Linked DNA regions of Hordeum vulgare: region 1 is linked to region 2. A link is a contact called in public Hi-C data. All regions are on one chromosome and are shown on one strand. Each heading gives the region's core, a stretch centred on a gene start, on an enhancer-like site or on the middle of the called end of the contact. The rest is flanking DNA. Distances are from core to core; before and after follow the strand shown. Region 1 has its middle 97 kb from the start of LOC123427191. Region 2 holds the start of LOC123427190 (F-box protein At1g47056-like).

Region 1 (6,421 bases), core at 1,147-3,646, 120 kb before region 2:
GGAAAGAGCCTAAAAAGTTGTGGGTAGGACTGGGCAACCCATGTACCAAGGAGGATCTTGACTTTTTCTATGCTTCTACGACCATCACTGTTGGCAATGGCGCGAAAACACCATTCTGGGATGCGCCATGGCTGCTTGGGCGCAAGCCAATGGACATCGCCCCGCTAATTTTTGAAGCCTCGCGAAGGAAACATTGGAAGGTGCGTGAAGCCCTAAAAGATAATGCATGGATCTTCATGATAAACCATAACACTGTCGTGTCCGGTGCCCACGTCCGGGAGTTCTTCACTCTTTGGATGCTTCTTCATGAAGTCTTTTTGGACGACCTTCTTCAGGACGACATTGTGTGGAAGCACTCCAGTGATGGCATTTATTCTTCCTCCACTGCTTACAAGGCGCAATTTCTAGGGATGACTCTCTCCCCTATGGAACGCATGGCGTGGAAGGCTTGGGGACCGCCGAAAGTGAAATTCTTCTCTTGGCTGGCTCTGCAAGACCGAATTTGAACAACCGACCAGCTTGGGAAGCGCGGTTGGGATAACTGCAGAATATGCGCTTTATGCAAGAGGAAACATGAAACTGGCCCACACCTATTCTTCAAGTGTCGGTACACCAAAAAGTTGTGGCGTCTGATAATCGATTTTTTTGGCCTTGTCCATGTTAACACGTCGGGCTGGCACATGCAAGACTGTGTCATGGTTTGATGGGACAAAATGACCGATCTACAAACACCGTATAGAAGTGCCATGACGTCCATAACCATGCTTTTATCTTAGACCATATGGATTGAAAGAAATTCTCGCGTTTTCCGGAACAAGAGAGCTCCACCACTAGTTCTGCTCAGGGCGATCTGCGATGAGGCAAACCTTTGGGTTACCGCGGATGCTAAGCAACTAAGGAATATCATTAGGCGTGAGTCATTGATATGCCGTGCTTTTGGGGTTTTGTAAAAGTCTCAAACTCTATTATCTTCTTAATTAATTGACGAGGCAAATCCTTTGCCTCCGTTTAAAAAAAAAAGATGCGACTTGGCATGTCACATGTCTCGGATACAACACGATGTATATGCATCAGATGCTACGGACCCAAACAAACGCATGTGGATGAAATAGATTGACGCGTTGAAGCTGTTTTTAGTTATGCGTGAACTATCGCTAGCTTGGACATGCTACCCGTTGAAGCTACCACGTGCCACCATAAGAAGAAGAAGAAGAAGAAGAACCGAGTTCCTTCCATATCCCGATTACACATGATGAGGCAGGTGTCGTGGTTGGCGCATCGCCAATCAGCTACCCCAGATGCGACTTGTCATGTCACATGTCCCAGATAGAACACGATATATATGCATCAGATGCTACGGATGATACGCCTCCCGACTGCAGTGGTTGTTCATCTCAGCGCGACGTGTCATGGAAGTGCAACAAGATGAGCAAAATTGCCTCGGCGATGTCGACGTGACACCGACCATGTATCCAACTCGATAGCTCCATCTAATGCATCAGGATCGGTACATATCCAAATATCCACTGGATGCCAGCACTACAGTACTACAGCACCGGCAATAACTAGTCCGTTGTTAGGACGACACTGTCCAGATCGTGAGGTCGGAGATGAGCTTCATTAGCTAATGAGATCACATGGAACGTGATCCTGAAACTGAAAGCTACTCGTTGGGATTCCTGAAAGTTCCTGATGGATGATGACTCGAGTACTGTACTGAATAATTTAGTTGCTATTGGGCACGGGATAAGCCGAGGGGTATTATTGTGCTCAAGGCAAGCAAGCACGCCTTTCTTATCCGGAGGCCTCCTTTTTGCAGCGCAGCCATTAATCAGAGTACTTAACAGGTCCTAATCATCTATTTGTCTCATATGATTATCATCTTCTTTTCATGTAGTCTTATACAATCGCTTTTGATATTCGTGTGGGACTAGTGCGCCCCGCTACGTATGATGGGCTCTTCTTTTCAGTAAAGTTGCAGCAATCAGAGGGGAGTTTACTGCAAAGAAAGATCAACCTAGATCTGTGACTCCACTGAGTACCACATCTGCGTCTGCCCGAGGATTTTTAAAGGAAAAGCAAACTGAAGATTACTCTGGGTTTTCTGAGTGGAAACATCAAACATTTTTCTCCAGGTTTCGTCTTTTAAGTTAAGCTATACTAGGAGAGTGACCTATTTGAATCTCGGTAGAGTTGGACGGAAGAAGAGAAGAATCTGTCCTCAGATTTCAGCCTGTAGCGGCCGTCCTCATCCCGTTGGAAATTGGAGCAGTCGAACGTAGAATGAGAGCAGTAAACCACTCGACGAGGGCGAGGCGAGGCGAGGCGAGCAGTACCACGAAAACACGAGGACGGATCGGCGGCGACTATTCCGCGCTCGCTTCCCCGTTTACCCGGCGACGGTTCGTTCTCGTGCGCTGACGCCGACCCGAAACGTGACAGCCGTGGGCGGTGTTGGCCGGACGCTCTACCCCGTGCCGTTCTCGCCACGGCGCCGTTTGTCCCGCTCGTCGTCGTTGGTCGTGACGCCGTTCGGACGTTCGGTGAGGAGCTTAACCACACCGTACTGGTGCGTTGCTCTTTGCGTGGGAGCGAGGACCGGTCGCCTCGTCGTCCGGCCTCACGGCGATAGACCTGCATCTGCATGGATCCATCTGCGTGCAAGGATTTCGACGTGCATACGCGGTACGCGTATATACTGAGTTACTCTAGTGCTAGCACTATGTTCGACGCAGGAGTAATTGATGGTAGCCATGAAGTGTACGTTTGGTAGTTGGATGTTGGAACTTACACACGCTTTGTCAGCACTGCGGGTACTATGAACGCAAGCGGGGAGGTTCTCAAGCCAGCGACGATAGCAGCGGCGACTGACACGAAGCTATCGATAGAGTCATTCAAAGAAGAGACACCCCAACATTTGAACCTGTCGGCGGCCGAGGACGACGGCCCGCTTGCAACGTGATTCGGCCCAAGTGGCACACCGATCCAGAATGGGTTTGTACTTAAGACAATGTTAGCGTTCTCTTAGAGTTGGCGGTTTGGATGACGGCTTCGGCCGAGACACTTGTAATTCGAATCCTTCTGTTACTCGTTGTGAGGGTGGTTGGAAGGAATAACACGTGACACCATCGCCACAAACCCTAGCTAGATCCCCAATCGAGGCCTATCTTACACTTGGTATCAGATTTGATGGCCCTCGAGCTGCCACGGCACCCGTACGCGACGCGGTGGCGTGATTGGCGGCGATGGACAAGTTATCGAACGAGGGGCGCAACATGTACTCGCTGCTGCGGGCGGATTTCACCGTCGACCTGGATCGACGTTTCAAGGAGCACAGTGAGAATCTTCTCCAAGCCGTCGACAAGCTCATCCAGGCCAACACCGCCACACTCGATGGGCCGCGGACGGCTCATGTCGACGGGTGCGGGAGGAGCTTGTGCTCGAGCTCGAGACCGTCCGCGCCGACTCACGGAGGGAACTGCCTCGGCGCGGCGAAGCTTCGGCTACTCGACTTGTTGGGGTGGCCGCAACTCTGCCGCCGACTCCCTTAGCTTCGACCAGGATCACCGGGAGGAGGCACATGCTCCGTATGTCCCTCCTCCGGTCAGAGGTGCGCGAGATTCCGTTTTCCCTGTTCGTCCTTCCTGTACTACGCGTGATGCGCCTTACCCTGATGCTGTTGATGCGCTATCGTATGGTGTTTGAGTGGATCTTCCTCGTTTCGATGGTGCGAATCCACGACTATGGCAAACTCGGTGTATGGATCAGTTCCGGCTCTGGTGTACTCCTCAGCGTCGTTGGGTTTCGGTAGCCACATCGCACCATCGAAACGATGCAACATCACTGTCCCCAAGATTCCTGGTCCGAATTATGTTCCAGTTTGCAGAGCCGATGTGGTCGTAATCAGCATCAGACTCTGTTACGACAGTTGTTTCGTATTTCACAAACAAGCACCATTGTTGATTATGTGGATAGATTCGCTGATTTATATGATCAATTATATGCTTATGAGGAAGCCCCCAATCATCTCCATTACACCACTCGATTCCTGGACGGCCTGAAGCCTGTTGTTCGTGTGTCTGTTGCTCTATAGAAACCCAAGAACTTGGATATTGCATACGATGTGGCACTGTTACATGAAGAGCTTGGTGGTGGTCTTCATCTCTGAACAATTCTGCACGCCAGAGATGAGGTGCTCTTCCTCTTCCTCTTCCACCCAGAGCAAGTCTTGCTGATAGCAAACGATCAACTGAAACTGTGAAAACTGTTCCATCTGAGGATAAGTGGTCTGCACTACGTGTTTATCGTAAGTCCAAGGGGCTCTGCTTTGTGTGTGGTGAAAGATGGTCTAAGGATCATATGTTCAAATCGTCAGTACATTTACATCTGGTTCAAGAGTTGATTGATCACATTCAAGCACAAGAAGCAATAGATATTCTGTACAACTGATCAAGAGCACATGTCTGTTTGTAGTATGCACCTGTCTGCTGCTGATGCGGGGAAACAGTCTAATGAACCAACTCTGCAATTGTTAATTGAGGTGCAAGGAATGGAATTGATTTTTCTGGTGGATTCTGGTAGTATACACTCTTTTATAGACAGTGCCCTGCAACATAGATTCACCAAGGTCCAACAGACTTATCCTGTGCCAGCATCCGTAGCTGGTGGAGGCCAATTACAATGTGATGCAATGTTATCCAAGAGCTTGTGGAAATGTGGATCACTTCAGTCCACCGGTGACTTCAGACTGTTACCACTAGCAAGCTATGAAGGTATCATTGGGTTGGATTGGCTTGCTCAACATAGTCCAATGCATGTTGATTGGGTTCAGAAGTGGATGTCCTTTCCTTATCAAGGTGAAGTGGTTACGTTGCAAGGCTTGTTACCTGAAGATGTGGCTGTCATAGTGTTTTCCATTTCCTTGTTAAGACCTGTTGAGAAGCAAGTTCAACATCCAGAATTGCAAGTGTTGTTGGATAAACATGCAGTGGTGTTTTAAACCCAACTACTTTACCTCCTAGAAGACTCAAAGATTATACAATTCCTTTAGTTCCAGGTGCAAGACCAGTTTCTGTTAAACCCTACAGGATTGCTCCTCATTTGAAGGATGGATTAGAAAAGCAGATCAAGGAAATGTTGGCCTCGGGGATGATCAGGCATAGTAGCAGTGCCTTCTCTTCTCCTGTCTTGTTGGTAAAGAAGAAAAAAGAAGGGACTTGGAAAATGGTAATTGACTATAGACAACTCAATGCTATCACAGTGAAAGGCAAATATCCAATACCCATTATAGATGAACTCCTGGATGAATTAGCAAGAGCTTGTTGGTTTTCCAATTTCGATCTCAAAGCTGTCTATCATCAAATCAGGTTGGCACCTCGGGAAGAGTACAAAACACAAAACAACATTCCAAACCCATAATTGACATTATGAATTCAATGTGATGGGCATGGGCTTGACAGGAGCACCAGGTACATTCCAATGGACTATGAATTATGATCTTGCTCCTGTGCTAAGAAGATGTGCAGTGGTCTTCTTTGATGATATCTTTGTCTTCAGTAAAACACTGGAAGAACATTGGGATCATCTCGATGAAGTTTTGTCTATTTTAAACAAGGAGCAATGGAAGGTGAAAATGTCCAAATGTGACTTTGCTTAACCTCAAATTGCTTATCTGGGGCATGTTATCTCTGCAGAAGGGGTTTCCACTAATCCTGGCAAAATTTTAGCTGTTCAGCATTGACCTGTTCCAAAGAATGTTAAGGAAGTTAGGGGATTCCTTGGATTGAATGGATATTATTGGAAATTTATCCACCACTATGGCATTATTACTAGACATTTGTGTGAATTGCTTAAGAAGGGGATTCCTTTTGTTTTGGACCAGTATCACACAGGAGGCCTTTGTCACACTTAAACAAGCCTTAATATCAGCTCCTGTTCTGGCTTTGCCTAATTTCACTAAGCCTTTTATGATAGAGACTGGTGCTTGTGAGTATGGTATTGGTGCAGTTTTGATGCAACGGGGACACACATTAGCTTTTGTCAGCAAGACTTTGGGCCCCAAAAACAGAGGTTTGTGAGTCTATGAGAAGGAATATCTTGCTATTTTGCTGGCAGTGGATAAGTGGAGACCTTACTTGCAAGTGTAGTAGTTTGTTATTAAAACAGATCAAAGAAGTTTGGCCATACAGTTTGTCAACAAAAGTGTCTTACTAAGTTGTTGGGATTGAGTTATCAAATTCAATATAAACAAGGGAAATAGAATAGTGCAGGTGATGCCTTATCTAGAAGACCTCGTGATGAGTCTCAACTGTTTTCCATTTCAAGTAATCAACCAACTTGGATGGCTGGCATTGTTGCTAGTTATGAAGATGATGCGAAATCTTTAGCTCTTATCCAGCAGTTAGCCATTGCACCAGCTTCT
Region 2 (6,839 bases), core at 3,046-5,545:
AGCGCCGTGTCAGTCGACGACATCGTCTCGGTTGGCGGCGCTTCCATGGCAGGAGTGGTAACAGACGGAACGGCCTTAATGACAGGCGCCGCAGCTTGCTCGGACCTCTTCTGATCGTCATCCTCCACATGGATCACCTCTGAAGAAAGCCCGACCAAACGACATGAGACCAAGAAGGACAAGACCAAAGACAGAATTTGTGAAACAATAATGTAAGCTCTCGGATTCGCCACAACATACCTTGCTGAGACGTGACAACATTGTCCGTATCCATGGGATCATCTTCCTGGCGCGGCACAGAAGTGGCGGAGGTGGCAGCTCTGTCGAGTTAAATTCATTCGACCAATAAGCGTAAGTTCTATCAAAATACTGGAAGGAGATGGAAGAACAATGCACTTACGCTGAGGCGACGGGAACGGCGATCCTCATCCGCGGCAAAGCCTTCTGGGGCTTGGATCCACTCGGTTTGGCCGCCTTACAGGGCTGGCCCACGGGCTCAGCAGCAGAGTCCCTGGTCCTCTTTGTGCTCCGAGCACTCGGCACCACGGGAACAGCTGGCGAGGCACTCGGAACCACCAGAGCGGCTGGCGGAGCACTCGAGGCCACTGGAGGAGCCGACGGAGCCACAGGTTTGTGGCGGCGTTTGGTTCGAGGCTCTGGAGGTGGAGGTGGCGAGCTCTGCTCCTCATCTTCCCCCTTCTCTTCTTCGGACTCCTCCTTCGTCTCCCCACTGTCGGAGATGTACTCGACGCTCTCTACGCTGCCCTCCTGGCTTCCTTCCTCCTCCTCGCCCGGATTCCCGTTTGAGACAGGAGAGAACCAGTTGGTCCACGTCTGCACAAGATACAGTCGACAACATCAGACGTCAGTCGGTAAAACAAGAAAAAGCAATAAATCTAAGACAATTGGATGCACTCGACAAGTTATACTCACCTCATTCGGGGGAGGGTTGTCCGCCCAGAAGAGCTTCACTCGTCGGGCTCCTTTGGGATTATCGCAGGCGCCTGTGATGTTGAGGACCCACGACGCCACCAGCTCCCCGGTCACGCACTCGGGGTTAGTCCGAGTGGTGTCCTCAGGCCCCGTGTAGTGCCACATGGCGTGGTGTCGAGCTTGCAGAGGCTGGATACGCCGACCCAGAAAAACCTCCAGCAAGTCTATGCTAGTGACTCCCTTTCGGACGACCTCTACAAGCTCATCGACCAGAGGCTGGATCTGGATCTTCTCCATCTTTGTGAGCGCGAGTTGCCTAGGCGGAGCTGGCCGGTCTAAGCTAAAAGGTGGCAGTCCAGTGGTGGCATTCGAGCTAGCAACGTCCTGGCAGTAAAACCAAGTCGACTGCCAGTTCCTAACGGCTTCAGACAGCTGGAGAGCGGGATAGCTACTTTTACTTTTCTTTTGGAAGCCTAAGCCTCCGCAGAGCTGGAGGAGGTGAGTTTTGTCATCCGACTAACTCAGCCTCTTTATAGTTTGAGATCTAGCAGAGAAGATGTGCTCGAAAAGCCCCCAATGGGGAGGACAGCCGATAAAGCACTCGCACAACACGACGAAGGCAGAGAGATGAGCTATGGCATTGGGAGGAAAATGGTGGAGCTGCACCCCGAAGTGGTTCAAGATACCTCTGAAGAAGGGACGAGGAGGCAGAGAGAAGCCTCGGTGCACGTGGCTGAGCAACAAGACGCACTCCCCCTCCTGGGGCGCCGGCTCGGTCTCGCCCTCCGCCGGCAACCTCCAAGTCTTGTGCTCGATCATGCCATACTCCACCAGCTCCAGCATGTCCTCCTCCGTCATCGTGGAGGGGAGGAAATCCCCCTGGATCCAACCCGCCGGCAGTGCTCGCTGCCGCCGCTGAGCAGGAGCCGCCGCCTTCCCCTTCTTCTTCCGCGCCTCAAGCTTGCTTGTCTGCCCCTTTATCATGGTGGAGGTTGCAGACCTGCGGGGGAGAAGGAGAAGGAAAGAGCTTCAGATGCGCATGAGGTGGCGAGAGAAACGGGGCAAGTGCGAGCTATCAGGCGAGTGTAATGAAAAACCCTCGCTGAAGAGGTTTAAATAAGGTTCCGACTGGGTCACTAGCAGGTGGCCCCGAAATCTTATCCCCCGACCGGTCCCTACGATATTAGTGGAGGAGATGAAGGCGCAGAAATCGAGGCGGCAGAAACTACTCGATTACGGTGTCGTCACCCCCGCCGAGCGCGCAGCAACCGATATTTGAGGATTCCGGAAAATCCGCCGCTGTCAGTTGACTGGTCACGTCAAAAGATACCACTAAAGCACTCGGTCCCTGACGGTTCGTTTCACAAATACATCCACTCGGATCACTGGTCAAGAAGATAAAATGGATCGAGGCAAACAACGCCAAAGTCGCATCCGTACCAGTCGGATCCGTACTCCAAGCATCGCTTCGTCGTTCCAACCCCAATCCATTCGGGGACTAATGATGGGGTTATAGTCCTAGGGTAGGGTCATAGACCTGCCCTGTGGGGCCTACCCAAGGACTACCCTTCATGAAGGATAAGGCCCTTAGTCAGTTCCGACTGAATTAAGGACTTCCCATCATCCAGTCGGTAACGATTGCTCTATCATCCAGTCGGAGATGAGCATTCAGAGCGTATCAAGCTTACCGACTGGATTCCACTCTGTACATCATAACCCCCCCTGGAGGGCAACGGTCATACGTTTCCCTATACCTTTATTAGCATTTAAGACATACGTTACCTGTAACGTATGCAGTTATTCACCACTACTCCACCCCTGCGCACCGAACCATTGTGAAAGGTAGCGCACTCTATATAAGCCGCCCTTCCCCACTGGTGCAGGGGTTAGCAATTCACTGTAATCCATATTCCACTCGACAACAAGCTCCCAAGAGCACTGGGACGTAGGGCTTTTACCTCCACCGTAGAGGGGCCTGAACTCATACAACCTCGCCGTAGCTAAGGCTCTGTCCATCCTTTCGTACCCTACACATCTACTGTCAAGCTTATACCCACGACAGTGCTCATGAGGGTAGATTTTTTTTGGCAACACGTCTCTCATTTATATCATAATATCATATTACAAGCCACATACCCATCGACTTGACAAAAATGAGAAGAAAAGGACACTAGTCTTTGCACAAAAGAACACGTGCCAAGAAAGACAATTACATTCAATATCGAAGAATCCCCTCAGTTTGACACCAACGCTAGTCAATTGTCTCAGGCACCACTACAACAAGCAACAAAGAAAAAAGGCGGATCTTCTCCTCACCCGAGCTCGACACGGACCATTGGTGATTTGCTATTTTGCATACCCTCGAAGGTGGTTGATCAAAGAAGAAGCCATTACAGTTGAGCGAGTCAGACTCAGGAACACCCTAGACACATCATTGAACTTCAGATCTAGCATGACTATTACATCGGAGGAGGAAACCAGAACTGCCGGCCATGAACCATAAACGTAGCACATGATCTACCATCTTCTAGATGTTGTGGATGCATACCACAATTCACATCTGCTCGACTACCTTCCAAGCTCCACGCCCATGCTGGAGCAAACATTTTTGGAACAACGGAGTCCAAAGACACGAGTGCACCACGATGATGCCACCGTCACCACGACATCCTTGCTTGTACAAACTGGTTTTCAAATCCATCCCCAATCATAGCACCGATCATCTTATTGGTGAAGAATCTGAAGCTTCTTAATTCAACGCCGCCATTGCAGCCGCCGAAGCCAACACGATGAGCGATCGAAAAACCTAGACTACTAGGACCTAAAACCTAAATCTACCCTATCCGCACGTGTGGATCTGTCGACAGCCCGCGGAAGGGAGCCGTCGGAGGACGGCGACAGTACGACCTGGTAGCTGGCTAGATCGTTCCTTTTTTTGGAAGAAAGAAAAGCGATGTGAAATTCACATGGGTAGGGTGTGCGTATGCGTATTCATCGAATTAAACTTATGTGTGAATATATGAGCGTTTGCGCTGTAATGTATTAAAATACGTTAGTGTTTTTTAAACAAAGTACAAACATATATGCACATACATTTATCTTTACGAACACGCACACACAAATCTAATTCTTATGAGACTTGAACTTTTATGGGCAGAAGATAACACTGTCTTTTAACCATCCAATCACATTGGTTTGTGAATTCGGTAGTGTTTGGCATGACCGTGACATTTTATGTGTGTGTGTGTGGGGGGGGGGGGGGGGGGGTGTGAAACCGTGACGTAGTATAAGCGTGACATCCCGTGTCAATGAAATTCGTCAACAAACGACCGAGTTCCCGGGGCAACCCAACCAAACCCATGAGCAGCCTCGCGGCACCACATCCATGAAGCACCTGCAATTGCAAAACAAACGCTCCTCCCTCGGAGACGTATGTTATGTATACTTTCCCCATTTTCCTCCGACTCCCAACAAACAACCCATCCCCACCGCAGGCAGCCAGCCCCAGAGCCAGAAGAGAAGAGAAGAGAAGAGATCGGCAGGCAGGCAGGCAGGCAGGCAGATCCATCCTCCCCCTCCTCTCCCATCCACCCGCATGGCCATCGCCTCCCCACGCATCCCGGGGGCGCCCGCCTAGCATGGGCCAGTCCCCCTCCTTCCCCCACCCCTCCAAATCCCCCACCAGCCCCAGGCCCCCGCCCTCCTCCTCCATGGCGCCGCCGATGCCCGCGGGCGCGGGGAGCGGCACCGGGAGCCTCGACCCCTCCCCCTCCCCCTCCACCTTCGCGGCGCCACCGCCGTCCCGCGACCACACGCAGGACCTCCCCGACGAGATCCTCACGCTCGTCTTCGCCTCGCTCACCCCGGCCGAGCGCAACGCCTGCTCCCTCACCTGCGCTCGCTGGAAGGAGGTCGACGCCGCCACGCGCCACCGCCTCTCCCTCGACGCGCGCGCCATGCTCGGCTACAACACCCCCGCCATCTTCTCCCGCTTCACCGCCGTCACCAAGCTCGCCCTCCGCTGCGCGCGCGGCTCCGGCGCCGACAGCCTCAACGACGGCGGCGCCGCCGCAGTCGCCGCCACGCTCCCCTCCGCCCGCCTCGCCAGGCTCAAGCTCAGGGGTCTCAGGCAGCTCTCCGACGCCGGCCTCGCCTCCCTCGCCGCCGCCGCCCCCGTGCTCCGCAAGCTCTCCGTCGCCTCCTGCACCTTCGGCCCCAAGGCCTTCGTCGCCGTGCTCCAGTCCTGCCCCCTCCTCGAGGACCTCTCCGTCAAGCGCCTCCGCGGCCTCCCGGACACCTCGGGCGCCGTCACCGCCACCGCCATCACCGAGGACATCCTCTTCCCGCTCGCCATGGCGCTGCGCTCGGTCTGCCTCAAGGATCTCTACAGCGCCCTCTGCTTTGTACCGCTGGTCTCCTCCTCGCCGAATCTCCGCTCGCTCAAGATCCTGCGCTGCTCCGGTGCCTGGGACTTGCCACTGGAGGTCATTGCCGCCCGTGCTCCTGGCCTCGTTGAGATTCACCTTGAGAAGCTCCAGGTCGGCGACCGTGGGCTATGTGCTGTCTCGGCCTGTGCGAATCTGGAGGTGCTCTTCCTTGTCAAGACCCCTGAATGCACCGATGAGGGCATAATTAGCGTTGCGCAGAACTGCCACAAACTGCGCAAGCTGCATATCGATGGCTGGCGCACAAACCGGATCGGTGATCGCGGCCTCATGGCTGTTGCTCGAGGATGCCCCGATCTTCAGGAGCTTGTCTTGATAGGGGTCAACCCCACCGTGCAGAGTCTTCGGATGCTTGGTGAGCACTGCCGTGCATTGGAGCGTCTTGCGCTTTGCGGGTGTGAGACCGTAGGGGACACCGAGATCATTTGCCTCGCGGAGCGCTGTGCTGCTCTCAAGAAGCTTTGCATCAAGGGATGCCCAGTCACAGACCGCGGGATGGGAGCGCTGAATGGGGGTTGCCCCAGTTTGGTCAAGGTGAAGTTGAAGAGGTGCCGCGGAGTATCGTATCAATGTGTTGAGCATCTGAAGATGGCCAGGGGGGATTCCTTCTCAATCAGCCTGGATATTGTGTTGGAGCATGATGCAGGCGCTCCAAGTGAGAATGGTGTGCAAGAGACTGGACAACAAGCACAGATTACAGAGCTAACTGGTCAGATGGCTGCCATGGACCTTCCCACTAATGCTGCTGGTGCGCAATCTTTTGCTCAGGCGAATAGTAGGATGCGGAGCGTCATGTCAGCGCTTAGAAGGAGATTTGGCAACCCTCCACCAGCGTGATGTGGGATGGAAATCCATCAGCTCCTTTGCTATTGATCGTCTCTAATCTCATGTCCGTGTTCCTTAGCTTGTTACATTTCGTATCCAGTCCATGCAAAAACTCCTTATGGATAATTCCGTGTTTTACTGTGTGGAGCTAATAGCATCATCAGTAGTGTCTCCCTTGTTCTGATTTTACCTTGCTATGGTATAACACTGCTGGTGATCAACATGCTTCCATCCGTATCCAGGAAAATCATTTTTTGTTTGTTTGCATCAAGCCGCAACTCCATGTTTGCATTTCTACATCAGTACATAAACATTAACCTTCGCTGACATATTGATGCCAAACACTGTTGATTCACAATAGTTTGAGTTCGTTTTGAAGCAAGAAGATTCAGAATTGAGATTTGATATCTTCTTTTGTGCAGAGACGATCCTTATTCAGTTTATTCAATTTGTCATGCATAAAGTATGCAAATGAAATGGTGCACGGAAACAATCAAAGAAAATGCATACTTTAAACCAGGTGCCATTTCCTGTTGTTACTTATAAAGGTCTTGGATAGCGATATGCTAGTTGTTGCTTGGAAGTTTAATTCGCAGTGGTAGTGATATGCTGATTGTGAAAGATTTCATGTCATGT

Evidence for each region. Hi-C and Micro-C count contacts between places; a contact is called where the count stands out from the background.
Region 1: a Hi-C map of leaf shows a contact between it and region 2, with 2.2 times the contacts expected there. The contact joins the enhancer-like site here to the promoter of LOC123427190 in region 2. A contact is called at or near these places in 3 of 6 Hi-C or Micro-C datasets (leaf and seedling) and 1 of 1 datasets of contacts at active chromatin or transcription factors (embryo).

What each region holds. Positions count from the first base shown.
Region 1 is chr2H:551,712,271-551,718,691 of MorexV3_pseudomolecules_assembly, reverse strand. No RefSeq gene overlaps it. Among protein-coding and RNA genes, the nearest start is that of LOC123427191, 97 kb to the left of the region's middle. Within about 2 kb of position 2,396, at least 3 of the 3 cell types and tissues checked have open chromatin away from gene starts, as enhancers often do. A contact at or near this core is called in leaf and seedling, where this site is marked.
Region 2 is chr2H:551,594,368-551,601,206 of MorexV3_pseudomolecules_assembly, reverse strand. LOC123427190 (F-box protein At1g47056-like) reads left to right here and starts at 4,295. Exons shown (of 1, transcript XM_045111170.1): 1 at 4,295-6,450. The coding sequence starts at 4,371. The coding sequence ends at 6,215.